Linked DNA regions of Mus musculus: all the other regions are linked to region 3. A link is a contact called in public HiChIP or PLAC-seq data. All regions are on one chromosome and are shown on one strand. The core of a region is the stretch at or near the end of the contact, and the rest is flanking DNA. Distances in the headings are between cores, read along the strand shown. Region 1 has its middle 14 kb from the start of Zscan2. Region 2 overlaps Slc28a1 (solute carrier family 28 (sodium-coupled nucleoside transporter), member 1). Region 3 overlaps Zfp592 (zinc finger protein 592).

The links. HiChIP or PLAC-seq counts read pairs in DNA pulled down with a chosen protein or histone mark.
Region 1: a contact with region 3 is called in an H3K27ac HiChIP or PLAC-seq map of embryonic stem cells, with 9 read pairs. The contact joins two enhancer-like sites. A contact is called at or near these places in 1 of 15 datasets of contacts at CTCF or cohesin (the NIH/3T3 cell line), 4 of 484 Hi-C or Micro-C datasets (LSK cells, bone marrow-derived dendritic cells, cerebellum and 1 more), 2 of 115 datasets of contacts at active chromatin or transcription factors (bone marrow-derived macrophages and embryonic stem cells) and 3 of 9 other capture datasets (adipose tissue, liver and pancreatic islet).
Region 2: an H3K27ac HiChIP or PLAC-seq map of embryonic stem cells shows a contact between it and region 3, with 13 read pairs. The contact joins two enhancer-like sites. A contact is called at or near these places in 1 of 15 datasets of contacts at CTCF or cohesin (CD8 T cells), 6 of 484 Hi-C or Micro-C datasets (CD4 T cells, bone marrow-derived macrophages, cerebellum and 2 more), 10 of 115 datasets of contacts at active chromatin or transcription factors (embryonic stem cells, epiblast stem cells, large pre-B cells and 1 more) and 4 of 9 other capture datasets (adipose tissue, embryonic stem cells, liver and 1 more).

What each region holds. Positions count from the first base shown.
Region 1 is chr7:80,844,951-80,848,166 of GRCm38.p6, forward strand. No RefSeq gene overlaps it. Among named protein-coding and RNA genes, the nearest start is that of Zscan2, 14 kb to the right of the region's middle. Within about 2 kb of position 1,966, at least 50 of the 459 cell types and tissues checked have an H3K27ac peak or open chromatin away from gene starts, as enhancers often do. A contact at or near this core is called in embryonic stem cells, where this site is marked.
Region 2 is chr7:81,151,253-81,154,106 of GRCm38.p6, forward strand. It overlaps Slc28a1 (solute carrier family 28 (sodium-coupled nucleoside transporter), member 1), which reads left to right. Exons shown (of 18, transcript NM_001004184.3): 11 at 2,148-2,273. Among named protein-coding and RNA genes, the nearest start is that of Slc28a1, 38 kb to the left of the region's middle. Within about 2 kb of position 1,284, at least 17 of the 459 cell types and tissues checked have an H3K27ac peak or open chromatin away from gene starts, as enhancers often do. A contact at or near this core is called in embryonic stem cells, where this site is marked.
Region 3 is chr7:81,018,546-81,021,578 of GRCm38.p6, forward strand. All of the region lies in intron 2 of Zfp592 (zinc finger protein 592), which reads left to right. Among named protein-coding and RNA genes, the nearest start is that of Zfp592, 26 kb to the left of the region's middle. Within about 2 kb of position 1,661, at least 7 of the 459 cell types and tissues checked have an H3K27ac peak or open chromatin away from gene starts, as enhancers often do. A contact at or near this core is called in embryonic stem cells, where this site is marked.

The sequences.
Region 1 (3,216 bases), core at 716-3,215, 170 kb before region 3:
TATAGAACCCGTCGGGCATCTTCACTGATCTGCACTTCCTTGAGAGAAGCACAGCTGAGAACTTTGCCTGGCATTCCTTCTGGGTTCCTCCTGCTGACTCCAGCCAAGGCTGAGGCCTGGCTGTCTCTGCTGGGCAATACCACTGCTGCTGATTCCTGTTTGCTCTACCAAACTGGACTGCTTGGTGTTTGTGAGTGGATCAACCTGCTGCTGCTAACCTGTGAACTGAACTGCCAATTTCCAGACAACACAGATGGGAGTTGCTCCAAAGAACCTTTCTGAACAGGTCCACTTCCACGTTTCTTTTCTTTCCCACTACCTCTGGTGGTGGGCGACAAGGGAGGTTAAAGCATTTAAGAACCATCATTAAAAATAGGATTTGAGCCGGGCGGTGGTGGCGCACTCCTTTAATCCCAGCACTCGGGAGGCAGAGGCAGGTGGATTTCTGAGTTCGAGGCCAGCCTGGTCTACAGAGTGAGTTCCAGGATAGCCAGGGCTATAAAGAAAACCAAAAAAAAAAAAAAAAAAAAAAAAAAAAAAAAAAAAAAGGATTTGAAAAAAATTAAAGCTACACATTCCTATTCAAACCAGCACACTGGTGTCATTCACCTGAGGCCACTTTCCGAGGCTGTCCCAGCATTCTGCACAAAGGGTCACAGCTAGGCCTTAGCTAGGCCTTAGCTGAGAACCTCTACTCTAGCTAGGCCACTCTGCAGCTCCCTCCCTCTGCTTTCTTCTCTCTCCCCACCCCCCTCAGTATATTGCCCTCAAACTCTTGGGTGGCCTTTAGGTAGGTGGAACTAGAGACATGTGCTCCTGACTTACTCTGCCCTTTCTCTGATGGTTCTGGACCCTGACTGCCGGGTGCCTGTCTTGCCCTCTCCCATGGCGACTTCGGTGTACTTGTTTGTGATGTTTCTGCCACCCATGGGCCCTTCACTTCCTCAACTCTATGATTTATGCCTCCACAGGACAATCACATCAGAAAACGCTTCCATCTCAGTCCCGCTCCATCCTTACTCCGGCTCTGTGTCCTCCCGGGGCCCAGGAGGGAGCACTGCTTGTCCCCACCACTTCTGTGTTCTTTCTACTCCTCCCCAGCAGTCTGGACTCCGAGGTTTGTTCCTCATCCTGGTTCCTCCTTAGTAGGCGGGGTCTCCCCAAATCACTGTCTAATCCGCGGGTTTCTTTCTCCAAGCAGGGAATTCCCCACATCTCCTCCTTCAGCTTCCAGGCTGTTCGATGTGCTCTGTCTGCTCAGACAAAAAGGTGTGACCGGCTCCACCTCGTTCCAGGCCTGTCCCTTTCCTCCCAGCTGGCTGGCCCGGGGAGTGAGGAGGAGACTGAGGAACTTGCAATGGTTGTAAGCAGGGATCCGAGCCTCGGGCTACTCTGCAGATTCATTTCTTGCCTCTTCCTCTCTGAGATCTGCCTGAAGTCCTGATGTGTGCTTAAGAGCTTCCGCGGCACTGCACAATTTCCTCCGCAAACATTTCAATCTTTAATTTGGAACTTAGCGCCCGAGCACAGGACTTACTCTGGCTTCACACTGGCTCCTCCAAAGGAAGCTAAGGGCGAAGGGAGGGTGGTCATCATAGAAGCAGACAGTCTGTGCATTGTTTACCTGGAAACTTACAAGTGAGTGTAGAAATAATTTTTAAATTCCAAGTTTTCCTTTCCCAGTCTCGGCTCTCAGAGTGATGACTCTGAGACGACTTAGTTATTATTAAATGCCTAGGCCATAAGCTTTGGCTCACTCTCTGACTAGTTCTTACCTTATTTAACCATTTAATCTATTCTATGTCTATCACTTGGTTAGTGATTCGGTACTCACTGGCTCCTTCCTTCTTGTCTCCTCAGAGTCTCTCAGAGTTCCTCCACCTGCTGGTTTACCCCTGTCTCCTCAGTCTGTTTCCCATCTCCTCTTATTCCCCCATGGCTCTCTTTTCTCTTACTATTTCCCAGAATCCTCTGCCTTCCTGCCAATGTCCCGCCTCTTATTTCCTGCCTCAGATCATTGGCCATTGGCTTTTTATTGGCAGGTGGTGCTTTTAAGCGATTCTCTCTACAAACGTTCCCGACTCTCTCTCTTTTTTGTGTATCCAGATACACTTGCCTATGCACTCACTCACAGATGAGGCCAAGGTCAGAGGTCACTGTCAGATGTCATCCTCTACTGCTCCCCACCCTACTTTTAGAGACAGGGTCTCTCCCAGAACCTGGACCTCACCAACTGGCTAGACTGGGCAGCAGACCCCAGGGCTCTTTCTGTCCCGCCTCAATGTTGGGGAGGCAGGCATAGACCATATCTAGTTTTTACATGGGTGCTGGGTCTCAACTCAGGTCCTCCTGCTTGATAGCAAGAATTTGTACTGACTAAGCTGTCTGCTCGTGATTCTAGCTGTTCACTTTATTCTATCAGGGGACAGGGTCTCACAAGGCACCCAAAGCTGGCCTGAAACACCAACTTCTCCCGTCTTAGCAGCAGCAGCAGCTGCTGCTGCTGCTGCTTCTTCTTCTTCTTCTTCTTCTTCTTCTTCTTCTTCTTCTTCTTCTTCTTCTTCTTCTTCTTCTTCTCCTTCTCCTCCTTCTCCTCCTCCTCCTCCTCCTCCTCCTCCTCCTCCTTCTTTTTTTGCTTTTTCGAGACAGGGTTTCTCTGTGCAGTCCTGGCTGTCCTGGAACTCACTCTGTAGACCAGGCTGGCCTCCAACTCAGAAATCTGCCTGGATCTGCCTCCCAAGTGCTGGGATTACAGGCGTGTGCCACCACTGCCCTGCTTCATCTCAGCTTCTGATGGTGTTTATGCTCAGGATGAAAATGAATTCCAAGTAGACGAGAGATGTGCTTATGAATACAGAGCAAACACAGTGCAATGCTAAGGCTCATAACTCCAAAGCACAGTGCTGGTTTTTGCTTTATACTGAGCACTTGAGTTTGGTTACCAATACCTACTTAAAACCTGGGTGCAGATAGGCAATAGTGGTGCACAACTTTAATCCCAGCTCTTGAGAGGTAGAGACAGGCAGATCTCTGAGTTCAAAGCCAGCCTAGTCTATAGAGCAGAGTGAGCGAGTTGCAGGTCAAGGCTACACAGAGAAACCTGTCTCAGAAAACAAACAAAACAAAATAAATATCTGGGTGCAGCAGACATTTGATTCCAGTGCTGAGGAGGTAGACAGAGGAGGTACTTGGGACTTGCTTGCTGGCAAGCCTTTA
Region 2 (2,854 bases), core at 34-2,533, 130 kb after region 3:
GCTTTATTCAGGAAAGCCAGAGCTCTGGGGACAACTCGTATCCCACGCAGGGATAGAGAAGTCAACCGGAAGGGAAATGGGACCCTCCTTTTATGGGCCCTCAAGGGGGAAAAGGAGAAGGGGAAGGGAGGGGACTTCCAGATCACATGCCCCTGAGCAACCAATCAGGTAAGTTTCGATTTCCTGATCTGAGATTTACAAGGAATGGGTACGGGAGGGGTACAAGGAAGGAATCATGTGCAGGCGCAGCTGTGAGCAAAATGGCGCAGGGGTGATGCAACTCTATTGGCTAACGGCTGGTATATGGGGCAACTCAGGATTGGCTCAATCTAAAGTTTTGGGGGAAATTTTCCAAATTCAGCCCAGCAACCAAACCGCAAACGTCTGGCAGTGGGCTATAGCGGTTGGCAAGCATAGCGGATTTAAGGAATGGTCCGAGCACTCTGTACAAACATTTCCTGAAACAATGGAGCAAGTTAAACTTTTACTTTGTGCCAATAGTGATGTCCATTTAGGACACAAGTCGGGGGCTTACATGAGTTTCTACTTTATGTCAGGATCTTTCAGGTCAAGCTTACTCCTGTCTCAGGGCCTCTGGTCTTTCTGGGCGGCTGAGCCATCATCAGTCTGTGTAGTTGACTCCTTCCGGTCTCAGTTAACATTAACCCAGTGCCACACCCTCAAAGAGACCGGTGCTGATATTCCCTGACCATGAGGCTTGTTTTTCTCACCTATCTTCATAGATTCTATCACCCTCTAAAATCACAGCGTATCTATACCTCCACACACACTTCCTGCTCCCAGGAAGGCGTTCTTGTGGCTTCCAGGTATTGGTTGCTTTTCTTTTCTCTGTGATAAAGCACCCTACAGAAACAACTTAAGGAAGGAAGGAGATGCCTGTGGACCCACAGTGTAGAGGTACAGGCTATCATGGCAGAGAGGGCCTGGCGGTGTGTGTGAGGCAGCTGGTCACAATGTAGGAAGGGGTGTGCGGAAAATATGGGTGCTCAGCTTACTTGTCTGTGGGTGTAGGACTGAGGATGGGAGGGGGATGAGCGGCGACAGAGTTATGTGACCGAACCCAGCTCAGGCAGTTAGACTCTGGAGACCAGCATCAGGGCACAGATCCGAGATTATTACCCAGCACATAGGCTTAGATACAATGTTTGAGCCAATCCCAAGCCCCTAAATCCTTGGCCAATCATCTCTCACCACACTGTCACTGGGCTCCAATGAAAGTCCCGTCTGATGAGGTTACTCAGAAGAAGTGGGAGGAGTTAGGGGAAGCAGCCAACCCCTGGCCGCGGTTCCTTTTTGTTGGTTCACCGGTGTTCTACGAGCCATCTTATGTCTAATGCTGACTACAGCAGATCAGGACTTTCTGAGGAGTCTCAGGAGCCTGAGGCACCTCGCTCTCTATCCCACTTTTTCCCTCACAAGGTTGATTTCCACATCCCCTATAACGTTCTACTTTATGTTCATTCTGGAGCCCCAGCCTACGAGATAGTGTATCCACATTCAGGGTGGGTGGGTCGTCCTTCCTCAGTTACACCTCTCTGACCACACCCTTACAGATGCACTATGGAGCGTATTTCCACCATGATTCTAAGCCCAGTCACGTTGAACATGAAGATTAACCATCATACGCCCATCTCCCCGTCCTGCAAAGCAGTACCAAGAATGCTAGGGCTCCATAGCTGGATTAGATAAAGAGTAGCCCAGACTTCTACACAAGCCCCAAAGCAAATGCCCAGTGAAGGCTCAGCCCCTTTGTGCAGATCGGGCTTGCATCCCTTCCCAGGCCTCTGTTTGCTTCCCTGGAAAATAAGAGTCCTTTCTGTCTTAGGTTGTAAGCACAGAGGGGGAGGTGCCTGGGTGTGAGGAGCACGGTAAGTGTCAACACACACGGGTAGGGTAGGGTGGTGGTATGCAGGTCCTATCACAGAGGAGGGAGGACAATGGGGCCCAGAGAGGCTCAGCTGACTAGAAACCCACCCTCTGTCTCCTCTGAGATTCTTCATCAAGAACCATGACCTGTCTCAAAACAAAACAAAACAAAACAAAACAAAACAAACAAACAAAAAACCTGTGACCATCACCCAGCCGCCACCGCGGCAGCTCACTGCTTGCCTTCTGACTCTTTGTAGACTGAAGCTCCACTGCTGATCCGGCCCTATCTGGCAGATATGACACTCTCTGAAGTTCACGTTGTCATGACTGGAGGCTATGCTACTATTGCTGGCAGCCTCCTGGGCGCCTACATCTCCTTTGGGGTAGGTAGAACTTTTCTCTGCTGGGCTATGCCAAAGCCCTGAAACTGCCTTTCTGGAAGCCCCACAAGCTCCTAATCACAGCAGTCATGGGATGTCCCCTCTCTGTCTCAAAGCCCAGCTTTGCCTGAGCAAGGCAGGCTTGCTGGGCTAAACTACTTGGTTAGACCTTTTTTTTTTTTTTTTTTTTTTTTAATGGTTTTAGAGTTTTATTGTAGAAAGGCGGGGGGGGGGGGGAGAAGGTAGAAGGAGAGAGAGGCTGGCCATGGCCACTTGAAGAGAGGGGGAAGGGAGAGAGAAAAGGAGGGCTAAGAAATGTCAGAGCTTAAAGAGAGCTGGCTACACTTTTCAAATGGCCCCTGGGTCAGATTCCCAGAATTCCATTTACTAAGCTCATATTATGTATCAGGCACTATGCTGGGTGCTTTAATATCCCCGTTTTATAGATAAGCAAATTGAGGCTCAGAGAATAAATTAATGGTTAAAGCCAGGATCTGAACCCAGATCTGACTCCAAATTTCATGCTCAGTTTTCCATAGGCTTTCCCTGGGGATCTGCCCTCCTAAATGATGTATATCATAATC
Region 3 (3,033 bases), core at 411-2,910:
TACAGCTGACCTCTTTATATATGAACAGCATTGTTTAAATTCATTATTCTAAATATATAATGTGAGATCATGGTTCAAAAAAATCAAGGTTTTGTCCCTTTTTTTTATTGTTGTTTTCTAGGTTAATAATTTCTGAGAATTCAGTCCATGATCAGTTTGCCTTGTTGCTTTGGGCCTGAGACAAAGCAACATAACTTGATTGAGGAAACTTGTGGTAGAGTAACTGATCTCATGGCCTCTGTGAAACAAAAATGGGCTAGGAATGAAATATCCCCTTCAAAAGTGCCTCTAGTCTGACTTCCTTCTCCTAAGCGTCATCACCGTTCAGTACAGCCATGGTTGCTAACCAAGCTTTCAAAATGCCAATCCTTGGGAGATATTTAAGATCCAAAGCATAGCAGATAATCCCATGGGTTGAGATCCATCATTTTAGGGAACTTATGAAAGCATTAAACTTGATACTAGAATTGGTCAGTGAGTTAACATCTTTTTATTTTTTTTGTAGTTATCTAGAAATGACAGTCACATCCATGTGCACAAATGGACATGTATGTATCCATATGGTGTATATTCACTCAGATCCTATGGTGTTCAGTTGCTATGTTTTAATGTAGGATTTTGCTAAAGGCAAGAAATTCTACCTTCTAATTTTGCTATAGTCGTATAAAATTATATATTATTTTTATCTTTTAAAGAATTCTAATTGGTCAGTTACACTTGGTGAGAATCCATTCAAAATTAAGATGTTTTTTATTCCTTACTAAAGTATTTGGTAAAAGTTCCTAGAAAAACTAGTAGATCCTAGAGGAAGTTGTAATTGTAGTTTTTGCTTATGTATTGTTAAATTGCTCTTCTAACAGGTCACATAAATTATTACTTATATATGATTTTTACCAAAACTCTGTAACACTTGGGAGTATTACTTTATTTATTTATTTATTTATTTATTTATTTATTGAGACATGGTTTCTCTGTGTAGTCTTGGCTGTCCCAGAACTCACTCTGTAGATAGACCATGCTGGGTTTGACTTAAGATCTGTCTCTGCTTCTAGAATTCTGGGATTAAAGTGCGACACCACTGCCCTGCTAAGAAAGAGAACTGTGAAGCAAGCTCTCCTGTAGCGCTCAGGCTGACCTCAGACATAACTGCAACTGGCCTTGACCTCCTGACCCTCCAGCTTCCACCCACCCACCACACCTATCTTTGTTTTGTTTTTTCTGAGACAGGGTTTCTCTGTGTGGCCCTGGCTGTCCTGGAACTCACTTTGTAGACCAGGCTGGCCTCGAACTCAGAAATCTACCTGCCTCTGCCTCCAGGTGCTGGGATTAAAGGCATGCGCCACCATGCCCGCAGTTTTGTTATTTTTTGAGATGAAGTCTTGCTATAGCTCAGGCTAGCCTTCTCTTAATCTCCTACCTCAGCCTTCCCGAGAGGTGAGACTGTAGGTACACACTAGCACTCCTGTACTAGCTAACTGACTTCTAGCAAATATATTTTATGTCTGATCATTTTCTGCAAACCCATGACGAATTCCTGTGGGAGAACTGAAGCGGAAACTTAAGGGTTTTTTAGAAAGTCATTTGTGTTGGATGGTGTTTGCTGGGGCAAACATGTGAAGAAATGTTTAGTTAGAATGGACTCAGATGAAAGGCTAAGACACTTGTGAAAGAATGTTTCACTAACACAGACAGGTAAAATGATGTTTTACTAAAACAAGCATGCAGAAGGACATATGATGAAAGATTCTTTGCTATCAACAGGCACATATTGTTCTACCTTACATTACATAGTTGAACTATGTTTGTAAAAACATACCAAAAAACCTTTGGTGGTGTGCTACAGTTTCTTACTACTTCCTTGGACTCGGGTTGATTGGCAGAGTGAAGTCAGCCGAAACAAGTCACATGCTGAGACAAGGGGGAATATGAAAAGGACAAACATGGGGGGCGGATCCTGGCTTACTTAGGTAGCGGACGCTTGTCGCTCTCACGTCTTCACTGATCTGTGCTCCCTCAGTGAAGGGAGGCAGAGCAGAGAACTTTCCTGGCGTTCTTATTGGCGCTGGTCCCTCCTGCTGACTCTAGCCGAGGCTGAGGCCTGGCTATTCCTGCTAGGTCTTGCCACCGTTGGTGCTAACCCCACTCTACCAAACTGGACTGCTAATATTTCAGTTAAGTGTTTACGAGTGGATCGAGCTGCTGCTGCTAACCTGTGAACTAAACTGCCAATTTTCAGACAACACAGACTGGAGTTGTTTCAAAGAACCATTTCTAAACAGGTCTACCTTTCCTGTATCCTTTCTTTTCCACTACCTTTAGTGGGTGGTGGACTAAAAGTTAGTGTTTCAAAACCATCATTAAAAATAGTCATTAAAGTCGGGCGTGGTGGCACACACCTTTAATCCCAGCACTTGGGAGGCAGAAGCAGGTGGATTTCTGAGTTCAAGGTCAGCCTGGTCTACAGAGTGAGTTCCAGGACAGCCAGGGCTACACAGAGAAACCCTGTCTTGAAAAACAAAACAAAACAAAACAACCAATAAATAAATAAATAAATAAATAAATAAATAAATAAATAAAACCACAAAAAATTGCCATTAAAAAATTAAAGTTATAGAGAATATTACTTACTCTGATGTAATAACTCTTCATCAAACCCTTGTCCTTTTCTGAAGGACACTGGGCTCCAGCAAATGGTTTACTCCCGACCATTGTGTGCTTTTCCCCAGCACTGCAGGACCAATCGGTCCCACCTTTCTTCAGCTTTCTCCCCTTAGGCATTGAAAGGCAGGAAGAAATGGAGGGAGGAAGCGTCTGAAGCAAAGGTCCCAAAGCATTTCTTCGTAGTTATGCTGCCCTGCACATCAGTTCGCTTGGCAGTCGGATGCTGGGATCTGCCTGTTGTTTAAGGACTCCAGCACCTAGTCCAGGAGACAAATATCTGTTCAATTGAAAACTTTAATCTCATTCCAGTGAGGCAGTCTGCTGACCCTGATTAAATAATTGCTATTTTATTTATCCATAACTGGATATCTT